3 separate regions of the Sus scrofa genome follow, and regions 1 and 3 are each linked to region 2. A link is a contact called in public HiChIP or PLAC-seq data. All regions are on one chromosome and are shown on one strand. Each heading gives the region's core, a stretch centred on a gene start, on an enhancer-like site or on the middle of the called end of the contact. The rest is flanking DNA. Distances are from core to core; before and after follow the strand shown. Region 1 has its middle 230 kb from the start of KLF4. Region 2 has its middle 70 kb from the start of TRNAE-UUC. Region 3 has its middle 450 kb from the start of TRNAE-UUC.

Region 1 (2,700 bases), core at 16-2,515, 770 kb before region 2:
CGTGCAAAGGCACTGAGGTGTGAGACGGCAGGACGTGACCGGGAATCAAAACTCTAGCTGGCGTGGTGTGGAGCAACAGGCAGGGAGTTTTAAATCTACAAGTGACCTGTAGCTCTTTGAGTTGTTTGGGGGCCTTGAATAATTTAGATAATTGCCACACATTCTCCTTTGGCTTCACATCAAAGTCACCCCTTCTTGGCAACTCCTGAAGTGGCTGAGGACGCTGGCTCAGGGCCACTTACCACCACCCCAGCTGGATGGCAGCAGGCCTGCTGCGGCCTCTGACGGCAGTGCCCTGAAGGTACTAACCACATTCCAGCCCTGGCTGCTCTCTGGTGCCGACAACCCCCCCAGGGCCTCCGCACCAGGGAGGGACAGCGATTTTAAAGGAGAAGGTAATTGGCTTTGTTTGGCGAGACTTCGCATAATAGGCTGTGCTCGTCACTTTAAATATTATCGCATTTGAGTCCCGCAGTCAGCTCAAGTGGAGGGCCTTGTCCGTCTGGCTTGTAGAAGAAACTTGGCCTTGTAAGGTTCCACCTGGCTCGTCCTGGGTCACAAGCCTGGCCAATGTTCCTTCCTCAGTCTGGCTTTTAGATTTCAATTAGATTCAAAATTGAGAGGCTTCATTGCTCATATGGGCACGTCTCATATTCCTTAAGTTTTAGGAGAAACTGAAACCCACCCTTGAGCCCATGGGTGGGCCTTTGGTTTTTCCTAGTCACCCCCCCGCCCAGGGACCTGGCTGGCACAACCATCTCTTGTGGCCTCTTTGCTTGGTCAAGTCATGTTACCTCTGTGGCCCCTTCCTGGCTAAGGAGCTCTGGTGACAGAAATGGTAGGTAGCTCCTTCTGTTTTTTTTTCATCCTGGCCTTTAACCCACAGAAGTCACAACTGGCTTTTGGACGAGGCTTCCCCAGAAGAAAGGGAGGAAGGACGTAAAGTATTCGAATGGGGAAGTGGTTCCACAAGGAGGGGAGGGGAGTGCGGGGGGAGCAGGGCTTCTGGGCAGGGGCAGAGGTCCTGGGGAGCCAGGCTGAAGGCAGCAGGAGGCTGGAGGAGCAGGGCAGAGGTGGGGTGGGTGCCGAGAGTGGATATGCTCCCAGGGCAAGGGCGCAGGAGCAGATGAGGAGGCGGAGGCTGGGATGGAGCCCCGGGAGCAGGAAGTCAGCGAGGAGCAGTGGCCGATGGGGTGTTTTGGTTCTGCTTTCAGAAGCACAGCAGTGGTTTGGCTGCAACATTCAAAGACCTGAAAATATGGAAGCAGGCTCTGGGGAAGAGGAGCACTGAGAATAGCAGCCGTGAATACGGGAAGTGCTGAGCCCAGGGCTCTTTGGAGGAGCTGTGGCTTCGTTCTGGAGCCTGTTAGTCTCTACAAAGAGGACACTCAGTTCCGAACTGCCCCCCCCCGGGGCCGGCCTGCAAGGTGGCAAGGGTCACCCAGCTGGTTCTCTCAGTCTTTTGCCCAATATCTTCAATCCAGACTTGTCTGTCTCCGCTCACTATATTTTGCACATCTTAAGGGGCCATGAAAGGAAAAGTTCATGTTAATCATACTGAAGATGTGTTCACTCGGCATGATTTATTGAGAACTGATGTGTGCCCCGTTCTCGAATTCAAGGATGAACTGGAACTCACTGCCTGATGTCATTATATGGTATCGTGTGACCAGCAGCATAAAGAGGCACATACACAGAGCTCTGGAGCCCGGAGAGGAGAGAGACTGAGGGCCCTGAAAGAGCCAAGATCATCTTTCCAATGGGTTTGCAAAGCGTGCACGTGAACTTGACCAAGAGGAAAGCAAAGGGCGGGTGAGGCAGAAGGGCTGCATGTGCTGGGAGGAGATGAAGAGTTGGGCACAACGGGGGAAGAGTCAGGAGTGGACAAAGGTGAAGCCAGGAAGATACAGGGGCACGGACAGCAGGCTTGGGAACTTGAATTTTACGCCATAATAGTGGATGGTTTTTATGCAAATGTTAGATGGGATCTTAGTACTATATTTCAGAATACTAAATTTATGATAGGTATGATAAATAATAACATTAATTACAAATGATGATGGTGACGGAAATACAAATAGCAAGTCTCTTCATCATATGTCAGTGGTGATGGGATGTCACTCCCATGATTAGGTGGTATATATAAACATCCGTCTTAGTGAACTAGAGGCAGAGATTCTTCTGCTAGCCCCGAGGAAACAAACTACCATATTGTGAACTGCCTGTGGAGAGGGCCACGTGCCAGGGATCTGGGGGCAGATTCTGGGATCTGTGTTGGCCTCCAGCCAACAAAGGCTAGGGTCCTCAGTCACACACTGCCAAGGAAATGAATTCTGTCAACCATCTGAATGGGCTTGGAAGCAAAACCTTCTCTAGTCGAACCTCCAGATGAGAACATAACCCAGTCAGCACTTTGAGTGAAGCCTTGGAAGATGCTAAGCAGAGCTGAGTCATGCTGGGACCCAAGCAAACTGTCATAGAAATAAATGCATGTGTTTGTTTTAAGCTGCTGGTTTTGTGTTGGTTTGTTACAGAGCAATAAATAACACAGGGTCCTCTAACAAGTAAGCAGCTTGGGAATCTGCTTCTAGGAAAGTGTAGGTCATGGTAAGGATTCTAGAGTTGAAGACACCATGCACCCCAGCCCCTAATAGCCCTCCCTTGCGTGTCAGCCATGAAAGAGTCAAGCTTTTAGAGTCT
Region 2 (2,700 bases), core at 85-2,584:
TTGTGGATATCAAATTCTGTACCTCGCCAGTGTATTGCAATTATCTATACCTAGATCTGTCTTTTCACTACACTAGAGCTTCTTGAGAACATGGACTGTACCTTATCATCACCATGGGCCCCCAGGAATATAGCACAGAACATGGCATGGGGCAGGACCATATCCAATGGCCAATGAGTGAATTCATGAAATGGATGATGATGGAGAGGATATTCACCAGATCCAAATATTAACTCCCTTTACCTCTACAGCCTAAGAGTTTTACCAGAGAACTTTTGAAGACAAAATAGCAATTACATTGGCAACTGAAATAAACTTTAGTCCTACCCATGTATAATTTTTGATTTATTACAAATACATTACTCATCTAGAAGCTGAATTGCTTCATTCCATACTAGAATTTCAGTTCTCAAATAATCCTTTTGCTATTCTCATCAAGTGATCTCCCTCTCCAAAAAAAGTGACACTCCGAAGCCCTACTGAGGAGGGAGGACCTAAACTGTGAGCATATAGGGTAAGCGTTGAGCTAACCAAGAAAACAACACCTCTCATTCACAGGACATGAACTGAGCTACTTCTGAACAAGTGAGAAGGACCTTTTCTCCTACTCACATCTCTTCTTCCAAAGGACATTCCAAGACTTTGTCGATAGAACTACCTAAGAGAAGACATTTCCCTCCAGTAGTGAACTCCTCCATTAAATCTCTGGATAATGACAGAAGCAATTTGCAGATTAAAGTAACTCTCCTTTGGTGGTATGCCTTTTGATTCACGTAGCAGTGGATGAATCTTCAGTCTATGGGATTTTTTTTTTTCATCATCTGCTGATTCACTCAGAGATATTCTGAAGTTGTGCAATGGGCACACTGTAATCGCCTGCACTCAGGGAGCGGCAGAGGAGAGAGCACAGTGAGTCACAGACCACAAAGAAGCCCTGCCTGGCATGTTGGGCCCATTTGGCAAACCCAGAGGATGTAAAACTGACAGCGAGACAAGGAGCATCTTTGTTATTTGTCAACAAATTGCAGTAACCATTGCAGTCCTTGGCACCTTGAACTGGAGAGGCTTTGGAGGAAGAAATGGGGAGGCAAGTAAATAAGATGATGGAAAAATCCCATTTTCCAGATGACTGGCAATCAGATAGGTATGTCAACAAGAATTTTTATCTGGCCCTAATGACCTAGTTTTATCATGTTCAAGAAAATAAGAGAGTGTTCCTTTAGTGGCAGTGGGACCCTCAAATAGATATGAATAATCAACTGGCCTGGAAATGAAGACTTAAATATCTGGCTCTATTAACTAATAGCTGTGTGACTGTAACAGCCAGTCACATGGGCAAGTCAGGAGATATCTAAGCATCTAGTTTCACACATCTGTAAATGAGATTAATAATTGCCCTACCTAATCCATGGGATTATTGTAAGTATCAAACAAGACAATGAAAGTAAAACAGTTTGTAGCTAAAAGTTCAGTACAAATAATATTTTATCACCAATTTTTGGTACTAATAGATGTTATCCAAAAAATCAAATCCAGAAAGACTAAACAAAGGCTGATTAGATTGCATTAGGTCCATAGAAATAAATGCATTTATAAACTAATATGAAGCCATCAGACTATCTGCTGCTTATTACATATTCTACTTCCAACACGGAAAAAATACAGAAAATTGTCACTCTGGCCTCCCATGAGGGATTCAGCATCACTCCTTGTGACCTAACTAAGCCATCTTTCAGTCAACAGTTACTGCGCAACTCCTGCAGGCCAAACCCTTTGTTGGTCAATAGACATACAGACATAACCAAGATAGTTATGTTTCTTGCTCATGGTAGAATTGTGGCGAGAGACAAGTTATGGTTATTCAGCACACTGCATGTTACAGTAACTTGTATAAAAGCTATGGAAAATGAGAACAAAAGATAGAAATAGTCATTTCTACTTAAGCAATCAGGAAAGCTGCAAAGGGGAGGTGATTCTTGAACCAAGCCTTAAAAGAGAAGCTGGCATTCGCTAGGCAGATGGCAGCTGGGAAGAATTCCCAAGAGAGGAAATTGTGAGAGCAAATGCTTTAGTGTTTTGGGGGAATTGAAATTATCTGACCGGGGGAGGGAAGGGGAGAGTATTAGAGAAAGGTGAAGGGACAGGCAAGGATCATCATAAAAGCCTAAGTACAGGAGCTGACATCTACTCTGTAAGCAGTGGGGATTTAAGAAAACATTTTAAACTTGGATATGGCATGATTATATTTTCACTTTAGAAAAATCTCTTTTGTATATTTTGAGCATGGCATAGAGGAGAAAAGCCTAGAAGCTGGAAAGCCCACAAAAGAATGCTTTTACTGCTTATTTTATTATATAGCAGAAACCTTCTTTCAAGTCAAACCTTAAGTGGGATCTTAAAGAAATGAAACAAATAAAAGCAGAGCTGTTTTCGTAGAAGCAGGAGTCCAGGACCAGAAATCATGCTTACATGGCCTTCTTTCAGCCCCACAATAGCACCACCTGAGACCTTTAAAATCTTAAGGCTCTTAATATTGGAAAACGGTATGTGCCACTCTGTTCAGAAAATGAAAGTGGCCCAGGTGAGGGACAAATAAGAGCACAAATGTAGATAGGATCAAACCCACAGTTCCTGACAATGACTGGTTGCAGGGGACAAGGAGAAGAAATTCAGGAAGGACTGGCAGGGTCTGACAGGGAC
Region 3 (2,700 bases), core at 65-2,564, 520 kb before region 2:
TTTGAGGCCACTGTGAAATTGCTGTCAGGATACAATACTACGAAGTCTGAATGCCTAGGGAACTTGCATAGCTCAGATAGGGAAAAAATAGGGAGAAATAACAAAATCACAGTCCCTGCCTTCAAGAAGCTCACTGTGTGGTGGGAAAAGTACGTAAGTGTACATATAAGAATAATACACGTAATAAGTAGATAATGCAGTAGACAAAGACTGTGATGTCAGGGGGGAAAGGAAAATCTATGAGCCTATTTGGAGGAATCACAGAAGACTCCTTAGAGGAAAAGCATCCTACCCGAGCCAATGGGTTCAAGACAAGGATAAGATCGATGTACATTTTACATTACAGATGTGCTTGAGGACACTGGGGCTCCTAGGAGGTAGGTGGCTTGCTCCAATCACCCAGCACTCAGCCTCTAGTCCAGGCTACTTCCTACTTCAGAGCAGTCACCTCGCCCACATGCAGACGCAGTGGGAGTTCTGTTTGAAGTGACTCTTCCCTTCTAGGCCAGGGAATAAAGAGCTGTTGCTGAGCCTACCCTCCCTGCTTCTGACATTACTAGCTGCACGCAGTGGGAGCATCTCTCAATAGATACGCCCCCTTCAATAAAATCTAGACTGTGGACATTGTACAGATGACCCTGTGCAAATGAATTTCCCATGCTGGTAAATCCTAGAGCAGAACAAGGAAGATCTAAAATCAAACAAAAAAATATGTGAGTAATCTAATAAAGGATTCACTGGAAATTTAAGGTCTTCCAGGTCAGTAAACCAGAACATTGAAGTGTATTCTTAGTCGAGCAGAAAGTTTGCAAAAGTTGGTATTAGGCAGACCTGGGTTCATATCCAGGTTCAATCATTTGTTAGCTATGTGACCATGGGCCTGTTTTGCTTCTCTGTTACATGAGATCATAATATTTGCCTTTCCTATCACCTCCCAGCTCTCTTCTGAGGAGCATGGCTATGAAAGCATGCGGTAAACTGTAAAGTGCTGTACCCATGTTGCATGTCTCCATTCTAGAGGGGACATTTAAAAAAAACCAAAACTTGATTGGCTCATTTGATCAACATGACAAGTTTTTGCAATCTTTTTGAGTCCACAGCCTCTTTGTATGAGAAACTTAAAATCTCACAGAACTTCTTGCTAAAGCCTTCATGTTACAATTGATCAAAAAAGGACCCATTTACAACTGCATGGCAAAGTAGAGGCGAATCTGGGCTCGGATCCCCTGACTCATCTTTCAGGTCTCTTTCAAATAGACTACACAATGTGACTGATAGATCATGTGAGTGAAGGTTCTTCCTGCTCTGGCTGAGTCAGAGAGACAGGAAGTATTATTTCCTCCTGGGGCTCTTTCACTGGTAGCACCTTGCATTTCCTTCCACACCAAGTACTTGCCCTGCTTTTAAAAGCATTTCTTTTTTTTCATAAAACACAATTTATCAAGCACCTATTGGGTACTAGACTGACATAAGAGCTTTCATGAAAACTGCTCTCTTTAATTCTCTCAGTAACCCAGTGAGTTGTTAGTACTACCATTTTGCAGATGAGAAAACTAAGGCTCTGGGAGCTGGAGTGTCTCTCCCAAGATCATATGTTGGAGGCAGCAAAGGTGAGTCGGAACCCACCTCTGAAGGCACCATGCCTCACTGTCTTCCCACTTTACCTACACTGTATATGCCACTTTCCCTTTTAGCCTCTGGCAGAAGCTGGAAGTCTGGATAAGAAAAAATCTAATTAAAGAAAGCAATTGAAAAAAAAATAGACTTGAGGAGTAGAATTAACATCACAAATTAGATGTTGGGGATGACCTGATTTTTTCTTACAAATTATAAAAAATAGAGCTAACGATATTCTCCACATACACAGTCACTTTCATCTAATGCAGTTTCACAAGTACGATGCAGATGAATCATAGGTAGGATTTACGAGTGAGTCTAATATGTAGCAATGTGGGAGGGCCTATTAGAGATAGTGTCTATGTCATAACAGAGGCACTGAAATCAGAACTGCTTAAATCAGAGAACAGTTGGCAGATGTGAAGGAATTTTTTTTTTTTTTTTACTATTGTAAATATATCCAAGTATAAAGAAAAGAGTGAAAATCACCCAAGCTCAGCTATCTAGAAGCAATCACTCCTGATATTGTAGTACAGTTTTTCCTTTTTTGTCCTCAAACTTCGCTTTTTGAAAATATTAGGCAAAATTAGGCTGTACGTAAATGTATATATTTTGCTTTTGCACTTGGTGGTATTAGTATTATTTACTACGATATAAAACACACTTCAAAAATAATATTTAGTGGATAAATCATATTCCATTACTGGAATGAAAGAAAAACATATCAAAGAAATACCCTGGAGGGGTGAAAAATGAGGACAAAAACCAAATGTGGAAAAAGAAAAGGTGATATGGGTTCCAGGTTTTTGAAGCAAAAGATAAGGTCTTTGTGAGAGAAGATGGAATGAACTCTCTCATTTCAGGATCTCCGGCCTCCCCAGTTCTAGTTAACATTCTTGTGGTAACGGTTTGGTTGACTCAAACTGGCTGGGTGCCACAGTCTAGGGGTTGGTTAACTTTTTCTGTAAAGAGCCAGATAGTGAATAGCTTAGGTTTTGAGAGTTGTATGCTCTCTGTTGCAATCACTCGACTCTGCCATTGTAGCAAGAAAACAGCAATATATGATATATACACAAATGAGCC

Evidence for each region. HiChIP or PLAC-seq counts read pairs in DNA pulled down with a chosen protein or histone mark.
Region 1: an H3K27ac HiChIP or PLAC-seq map of alveolar macrophages shows a contact between it and region 2. The contact joins two enhancer-like sites. A contact is called at or near these places in 1 of 47 Hi-C or Micro-C datasets (embryonic fibroblasts) and 1 of 2 datasets of contacts at active chromatin or transcription factors (alveolar macrophages).
Region 3: a contact with region 2 is called in an H3K27ac HiChIP or PLAC-seq map of alveolar macrophages. The contact joins two enhancer-like sites. A contact is called at or near these places in 1 of 47 Hi-C or Micro-C datasets (embryonic fibroblasts) and 2 of 2 datasets of contacts at active chromatin or transcription factors (alveolar macrophages and skeletal muscle).

Annotation. Positions count from the first base shown.
Region 1 is chr1:248,840,151-248,842,850 of Sscrofa11.1, forward strand. No RefSeq gene overlaps it. Among named protein-coding and RNA genes, the nearest start is that of KLF4, 230 kb to the left of the region's middle. Within about 2 kb of position 1,266, at least 15 of the 83 cell types and tissues checked have an H3K27ac peak or open chromatin away from gene starts, as enhancers often do. A contact at or near this core is called in alveolar macrophages, where this site is marked.
Region 2 is chr1:249,605,592-249,608,291 of Sscrofa11.1, forward strand. No RefSeq gene overlaps it. Among named protein-coding and RNA genes, the nearest start is that of TRNAE-UUC, 70 kb to the left of the region's middle. Within about 2 kb of position 1,335, at least 7 of the 83 cell types and tissues checked have an H3K27ac peak or open chromatin away from gene starts, as enhancers often do. A contact at or near this core is called in alveolar macrophages and embryonic fibroblasts, where this site is marked.
Region 3 is chr1:249,089,042-249,091,741 of Sscrofa11.1, forward strand. No RefSeq gene overlaps it. Among named protein-coding and RNA genes, the nearest start is that of TRNAE-UUC, 450 kb to the right of the region's middle. Within about 2 kb of position 1,315, at least 8 of the 83 cell types and tissues checked have an H3K27ac peak or open chromatin away from gene starts, as enhancers often do. A contact at or near this core is called in alveolar macrophages and embryonic fibroblasts, where this site is marked.